Regions from separate parts of the Mus musculus genome. Here region 2 is linked to region 1. A link is a contact called in public Micro-C data. All regions are on one chromosome and are shown on one strand. The core of a region is the stretch at or near the end of the contact, and the rest is flanking DNA. Distances in the headings are between cores, read along the strand shown. Region 1 has its middle 34 kb from the start of Gm29856. Region 2 has its middle 27 kb from the start of 1700016C15Rik.

Region 1 (3,162 bases), core at 469-2,968:
TCCTGGAAAATCATCTTGGGAGGGGGGATTGTTACACACAGAAACTGCCCCAGGTATCGATTCCCAGTACAGGGCTTTGATGAAGCCTACACCATTCAGAGACACAGAGAAAGAAGTCAGGAACTGCAAACACTTCTTGACCCCCTCCATTTGTCCAGCTGCTGTGACCATGTCAGCCTCCCCACCGGAGCCCAGCTGCTCCACGATGCCCTGTGTGTGCGCCTGGCATCCCTCATCGGCACCACCGGTTCTTACAACCTGCAAGTATTCCCTGAACTTGATACTTATCTTCTTTATCAGCCACATTCCATAGCCACCAACTGTGTGCATGCATACGCACGACCTTCAAAAACCCCAAATCAGGAAGTAAGTACCAGTCTACATTTATTTTCAGGTCAACAAAAAGAGTCTCCTTCAAAAAAACGAAACAAAACACATACATGCAAAACAAAACAAAAACCAAAAGAAACAAACAAAAAAACTTTCAAAAATAACAAACTCTGTTGCAATGTGTGCATCTCTGCTAGGAAGTGGATGCTGCTGGCTTGTCACGGCTAGGGCCAGCGCTTGAGTGATGTATGTGGGGAGATGATAGATTTGAGCTGATCCATCTCCTCTCCCAGGTTGCCTGGTCCCCTCTGTGACCAATGGCAAGTATTTGTGAGACAGCTGGCTGGATGAGGGGTGAGGGAGGCTGTGTTTCTAACTCACCGGCCTCTGCACAGATCAAAGGCTCATTAGCATTTCACTCTCACCAAATCAACTTATTGGCTCAGATGATCTGTATTGCTTTAAACCTTTCGACAGCTGTAGAATTTGTCAACTAGGCAGGGTTAGGATCTGGTTTTTGACACTTCAGTACACAACCCCTGCACTACAAGTACCATTTCCGTGGTAATTCTAGGGTTTTGTGTTTGGTTTTGTTTGTTTGGAAGGATAACTTTTTTTTAAAAAAAATTATTCCCCAAAGGAATAAAACGCTAAGTTTGGGTTATAAATGTGATGTCTAGTCAGAAGAAAATTGAGGGGAAAAAAATCTTCACCTCACATATCAATCAAATTACTCAAAAGGTGAACTCAGACTCTCTGGTAAGAAGCACAAGGCTGGGGAATTACAGACAATGTTGCTTGTGCTTCTCGGGCTGTACAGTGTCACTGCTTCTGGGCTCATCAAGCATCATTAAAGTGGACAATATGGAAGCTATTGCCTTCTAATTCCCACTTCATTACTTTCCTCTCCTTTACTTGTGTATTTCTGTATCGATTGATTTATGTTGGATACAGGGTCTGATTATGGTGCCCAAGCTGGTTTCGAACTCCTGTGTTCAAGCGACCCTCCTGCCTCAGCTCCCAGACAGCTGGGATAGATAGATCTGTGTCACCAGTCTGCTGGGAATTCAGTCCTGTCACCTGACTGCTATGGAAACACAATCTCCTTCCTGTGCCTCCCAGATAGAGAACGAATTACCAGAACCAGAGATGCGTCCCTTGGATAAACTCTGGCATGATTTTTTTTTTTTAAACTCAGAGACTCTTTTAAAAATGCAAATGGTCTGGTTAGAAGGCCACGAGACTCACTTTTCCTAGAACGGACACTGAGGCAGAAGTGGGAACTTTCTGTTTTGTCTCTATTTGACAGAGGCTCTCCAGTTCTCTGTGTCGGGTGCCCAGTCTTTTGAAACAGGAAGCACATGGGCTGCTTTGCCTTTCTTTCTCCTTTTAAGAACCAACTGGTTCCCTTTTTTGGGGTGGCGTGGAAGGGAAGGAAAGCAGCAGCCTGCTTTCCACATGGGGTCCAGACGTGTATTTTGTGCATCCCACTTTCCAGCAAGGCCACAGCGTAATACTGACCGTGAAGCTGACATTCCAGGAAGGACTGAGAAGGCTGTGCCCTCCTCACTGTCAGGGACCCTTGTCTACCAGTCTGGTTCACTGAGAGTCTATCCTGAGACAGCCAGATGCTTAAGCTGGTGGCATCAAATAAAATAATGGAAACGGCCATTTCCCAAAATGAAATCATGAAAACTACATAAACATCTCTCTCTCTCTCTCTCTCTCTCTCTCTCTCTCTCTCTCTCTCTCTCTCTCTCGGCTTAAAATTTAAAAAAATGTTAAAAAAAAAAAAAACAAAAACCTCGCCTTGCACGGCGAGCAAGCAAGAAACAGCTGTTGAGAGGATGGCATAATGGATAACGGCTCTGGCGAGCAGCTCGGAGAGGATGGCTCTGTGGTCCTAGGCAGGGGTGAGGATGCTCCTGGCAGGGAGAAGAGAGGACGAGAGGATAATCAATCAAGTCAGGAATGCCAACCATTGCGTTTCCAGTGAGGACTTGCTTCTCAGTAGGCTGCATTTTCCCACTCATAATTCTCTTCAGTGGAACACACACACACACACACAAGTGAGAGAGGGAGGGAGAGAGAGAGAGAGAGAGAGAGAGAGAGAGAGAGAGAGAGAGAGAGAGAGAGGGAGGGAGAGAGAGAGAACACACTTTAAGGAAGGACCTTTTTGCTATTCTTTGCTAAGCATGTCGTCATTCATGCAAAGGCCCAGTCTCACTACCTTAGGATGCAGGACCTACATTAATGTAAATTAAAAATGACTTGAACCTATGGTCCCACCTGCAGAGATAGCAGAGGTAGGAGGATTGCTTGAGCCCAAGAGTCAGAAACCTGGACAACATATCAAGAATCCATCTTCTCTGAGAAAAATAAAAGGGCCGGGTGATCAGTGTGGTGGTACAGCAGACTCTGGAGTAGGGCTCCAATCCTCAGTACTATGCCCCACCCAGAGGAGATGAAGGAGACACGTGAGTCAAAGATTTCAGTGTTCCCTGAGCCTGTGTGTTAGAGTATCCATCCTGAGATCTCTTTTATAATACCCCTTGCGCAGCATTTTTATATGGACTAACTAATATGTCTACTATTTAATGTCTGTTCACTTTTTTAATAGTTTAAAACCTTTCCCTGGCGTATCTATCAAGAGTCTGGCCGTACTTATTTATACAAGGTTAAATTGTTCACAGATTAATCTGCCAGTACACGACTTAAACGATGTTAACGAAATGTGTCACCGAGCCTAGTTAGCAGCATGCCTTCACATCCAGATTGAGCATATTGTTAGCACTGGGTAGTTTTTTTTTTTTAATCCTATGCATTTTACTA
Region 2 (3,162 bases), core at 383-2,882, 210 kb before region 1:
TTGTTTTTTTCTATCTGAACACTCCCCTGGGTTATGATTGGGTACTCTGGGTGAGAACCCCAGGAGAAAGAGAGGGTGCATTGCTACTGAGGCTCTGAGAGGCAGAGAAAGCAGCATCCTATGGAGACAGGATGTGCAGGACCCAGAGGAAAAGATCAGAAATGTATACAGTCCAGAAGGCTGGAAAATGTGCAGCTGCCCTGCAAGTCTGCAGGGATCAAACCCCAGTCTGAAGGAAGGGCCTGGTTTAAAAAGACCCACCTATGTGTCAAAGTAGGGTTTTACACCTGTCTCCTGGAGATCTTCTATCTGCATGCTGTACTGTGCTTTTACTGGGTATTATCCAAGAAGGCTTGGAAATCTATAGCATGAATACAGTGTGTTTTTCATTTGGAATCTTATAGATGTATTACACATATTGCTCCTTAGCCCTGTAGAGTGTGCCAGCGGTCATATTCTTCCACCTTTAAGGGGGTTCTGGGGACTGAACTTAGTCAGGCTTGTGCCACAAGCACCTTCACCTGCTGAGTCATCTATCCATCTTTGAAAACTTTCTTAAGAAAGTGTTAGTCATTAGGAAGGAAGCAGAACTAATGGTAAACTTTCCATGACTCAGTGACTCAGGGAAAACTGCTCAGCGTACTCCATTTTTGGAAGGAGAGAGAAACAAATTATGTAATATTACAACAATGAATACTTAAATCCTGTTCTCTAGCGGCTGCTGGCAGAAGTGACTGGGGACTCAGAGGAAGGCCAAAGCCATCCTCATAGAGGTTTCTATTTTCCCTATTCATTTGCTCCTTGGAGTATTGTGAATCCCAGGGCCATTAGGGGAAAACCTGTGCAGACCAGCAGGGCAGGCTCTGACAATCCCAAGACAATCTCTCTCTCTCTCTCTCTCTCTCTCTCTCTCTCTCTCTCTCTCTCTCTCTCTCTCTCTCTCTCCTCTCTCTCGTCCCTGTGTCAAATGCATCCCTTTGTCTCCGAGTCATCTTTCCTTACAGAGCTACTGACTCTCAAGTCTGTTGTAGACTGTTGTAGCCACAGATTCGATGGCTGGATGAGAGACAGGGATGCCTCCTGCTCGTCCTGGAAATTTCATTACTGACTTGTCTGGCTCCCAAGGGAGGGCTTTCAAGCAAGCTTGGGCTGGTCCAGAGTTTCTGAATTTGAGGCTGGTTGCCTCTAGGTGGCAGCAATGTCCCATTTTCTGCCGCCACTGCTGCTCGGATTCGTTTCTCTCCCACCCTGTTAATTTGAGAAACTAGTGCTCAAGGGACTCTTCCAAGAGATCTTTCTTCTGTGCCCAGGCAGACTCGAGGCTTCTTGTGGTTTGCTGCCCGAGTGGAGACCCACATTTTTCGGAGTCAGCAAAGGGTGGGAAGACAGGCTAGTTGGAAAGAGAAGAGATGGAGCGACTTAGGGAAGAACGGAAGCAAGTGAGGTGGTGGCGAGGAAGGAGCCCCTGCAGGCATCAGTCGCTGACATGGCCTTTGTAGAGGGGCCACTGCGGGTGGGAGCTGCAACGCCTCGCAGAAGCTCCTGGGCTCCCCTTGGTTCATTGCCCAGGGTATAAAACCACAGAGGGAAGCAAGGAGAACTTTACTCTCAATCATGACCTGACGCCAGGCTGCCACACAGGGGCTACTGTGGCTCATTGCAGTTCTTAGATGGCTTCAGGGACAGAGCATAGAACTCTGTGTGACCCTGTGAAAGCCCCCTTCTCACAGGATCCCTTGGAACTTGGAGAGGATTTAGTAAAGTCTTATCCTCCATGCAAGATGTCAGACTAAGGGGGGAACAGGGTCGGTTGGGCTGTCGTCTGCCCCTGCATGCTGAAGATGTGGTAGCCATCTTCCTTAGCATTTTGGGAAGTTTCACTATCAAACGAACTCAAGACCTTAGTAAAACTGGGCTTGCCTAACACTTGTCACTTTAAGATTAGGAAATAGCTTTCTTATTACTTGCAACAATTACTTATTCACCCTGCCCCTTTTTCCTATTTCTAAGAGTAATGTCTCAATGTGTAGGCTAAGATGAGCAGCCGGTCCCCTGTCTCCATCCCTAAGCTGGGGTATTCAGTCCTGTCTCATGTCACACCCCTGTATACTGTATATCATATGCCCTCATGATTCCGATGCTGCCCACATAAGGATGTCCCCTCCAAAGCTCATGTCTAAATTTGGGTCCCTGTGTGACAGGCCTGAGGTGGTGATGTCATCAGTGGTTAGGGAACAGGAGGCATGTATATGTCTATGTTGTTGCTTGCAGCAGCCATGGTGTTCTTTTTCACACAGAGCCTCACTGTAGAGCCTTGACTGACTTGAAGCTTTCTGTGTATACCAGGCGGGCCTTGAATTTACAGTCATCTCCTGCTTCTGCCTCCTGAGGGCTGGGATTTGAGGAGTGAGCCACCACGTCCTGCCGCCAGGCCTCCGGAGTTCTTTTCAGAGCTCTGCACACAGGTGAGGCAGTACTATTGATTTCGCTGTAAAAAAGATTTCATGCAGAGCAGATATGTCTCCGAGCTGGGGTTTATAAGAGGAGGAAAGTATATGGCCCACTGGAATGTGAGTGTCTCAAGAGGGCGCTCGGGGGTGGGGGGGATAAAAGCTGGAGTGTAAATAGATAGATAGATAGATAGATAGATAGATAGATAGATAGATAGATAGATAAATGGAGCTCAGTTTTACTTTACAACGGCCATATCCAGAGTTTTGGTGGGTAGTGAGTTCCTGGAGGACATGAACAAGATTACAGCTGACAGGGTGACACCCTGAGTCCCAGGCTTGCATGGAAAATGAAGATGCTCTCACTGTTAGCAAAAGTTACTGGTTTGTGAGATTCTCAGGAAACCTCTGGGAAAGGAGAAACGTCATACTAAGGTCATAGGTTCTCAGCCTTAAGCATGGTTTATTGCTACCTTAACATCCTTATTTGAGTAACTGTATAGAAAACAGCTTTATTGTCTATATCTATATAAAAGAAGTAGCAGGAGCTGTAGAGGTGGCTCAGCAGTTAAGGTTTCCTGCTGCTCTTAGAGTTTGGTTCCTAGCACCTCTGTTGTGTGAGTCTCGACGACCTCCTGAGCACTAGGGTTACAGGTGGACTCTGGGACCCAAACTCCAGTGTTTTGTCCTCCAGTCCCCATGCTAAAAGTCT

Evidence for each region. A called contact is a pair of places that touch in the nucleus more often than the background predicts.
Region 2: a Micro-C map of the G1E-ER4 cell line shows a contact between it and region 1, with 4 times the contacts expected there. The contact joins two enhancer-like sites. A contact is called at or near these places in 3 of 484 Hi-C or Micro-C datasets (the AtT-20 cell line, the G1E-ER4 cell line and nephron progenitors), 3 of 115 datasets of contacts at active chromatin or transcription factors (bone marrow-derived macrophages, microglia and pancreatic cancer cells) and 1 of 9 other capture datasets (embryonic stem cells).

What each region holds. Positions count from the first base shown.
Region 1 is chr1:177,488,512-177,491,673 of GRCm38.p6, reverse strand. No RefSeq gene overlaps it. Among named protein-coding and RNA genes, the nearest start is that of Gm29856, 34 kb to the right of the region's middle. Within about 2 kb of position 1,718, at least 71 of the 459 cell types and tissues checked have an H3K27ac peak or open chromatin away from gene starts, as enhancers often do. A contact at or near this core is called in the G1E-ER4 cell line, bone marrow-derived macrophages and microglia, where this site is marked.
Region 2 is chr1:177,701,066-177,704,227 of GRCm38.p6, reverse strand. No RefSeq gene overlaps it. Among named protein-coding and RNA genes, the nearest start is that of 1700016C15Rik, 27 kb to the left of the region's middle. Within about 2 kb of position 1,632, at least 191 of the 459 cell types and tissues checked have an H3K27ac peak or open chromatin away from gene starts, as enhancers often do. A contact at or near this core is called in the G1E-ER4 cell line, bone marrow-derived macrophages and microglia, where this site is marked.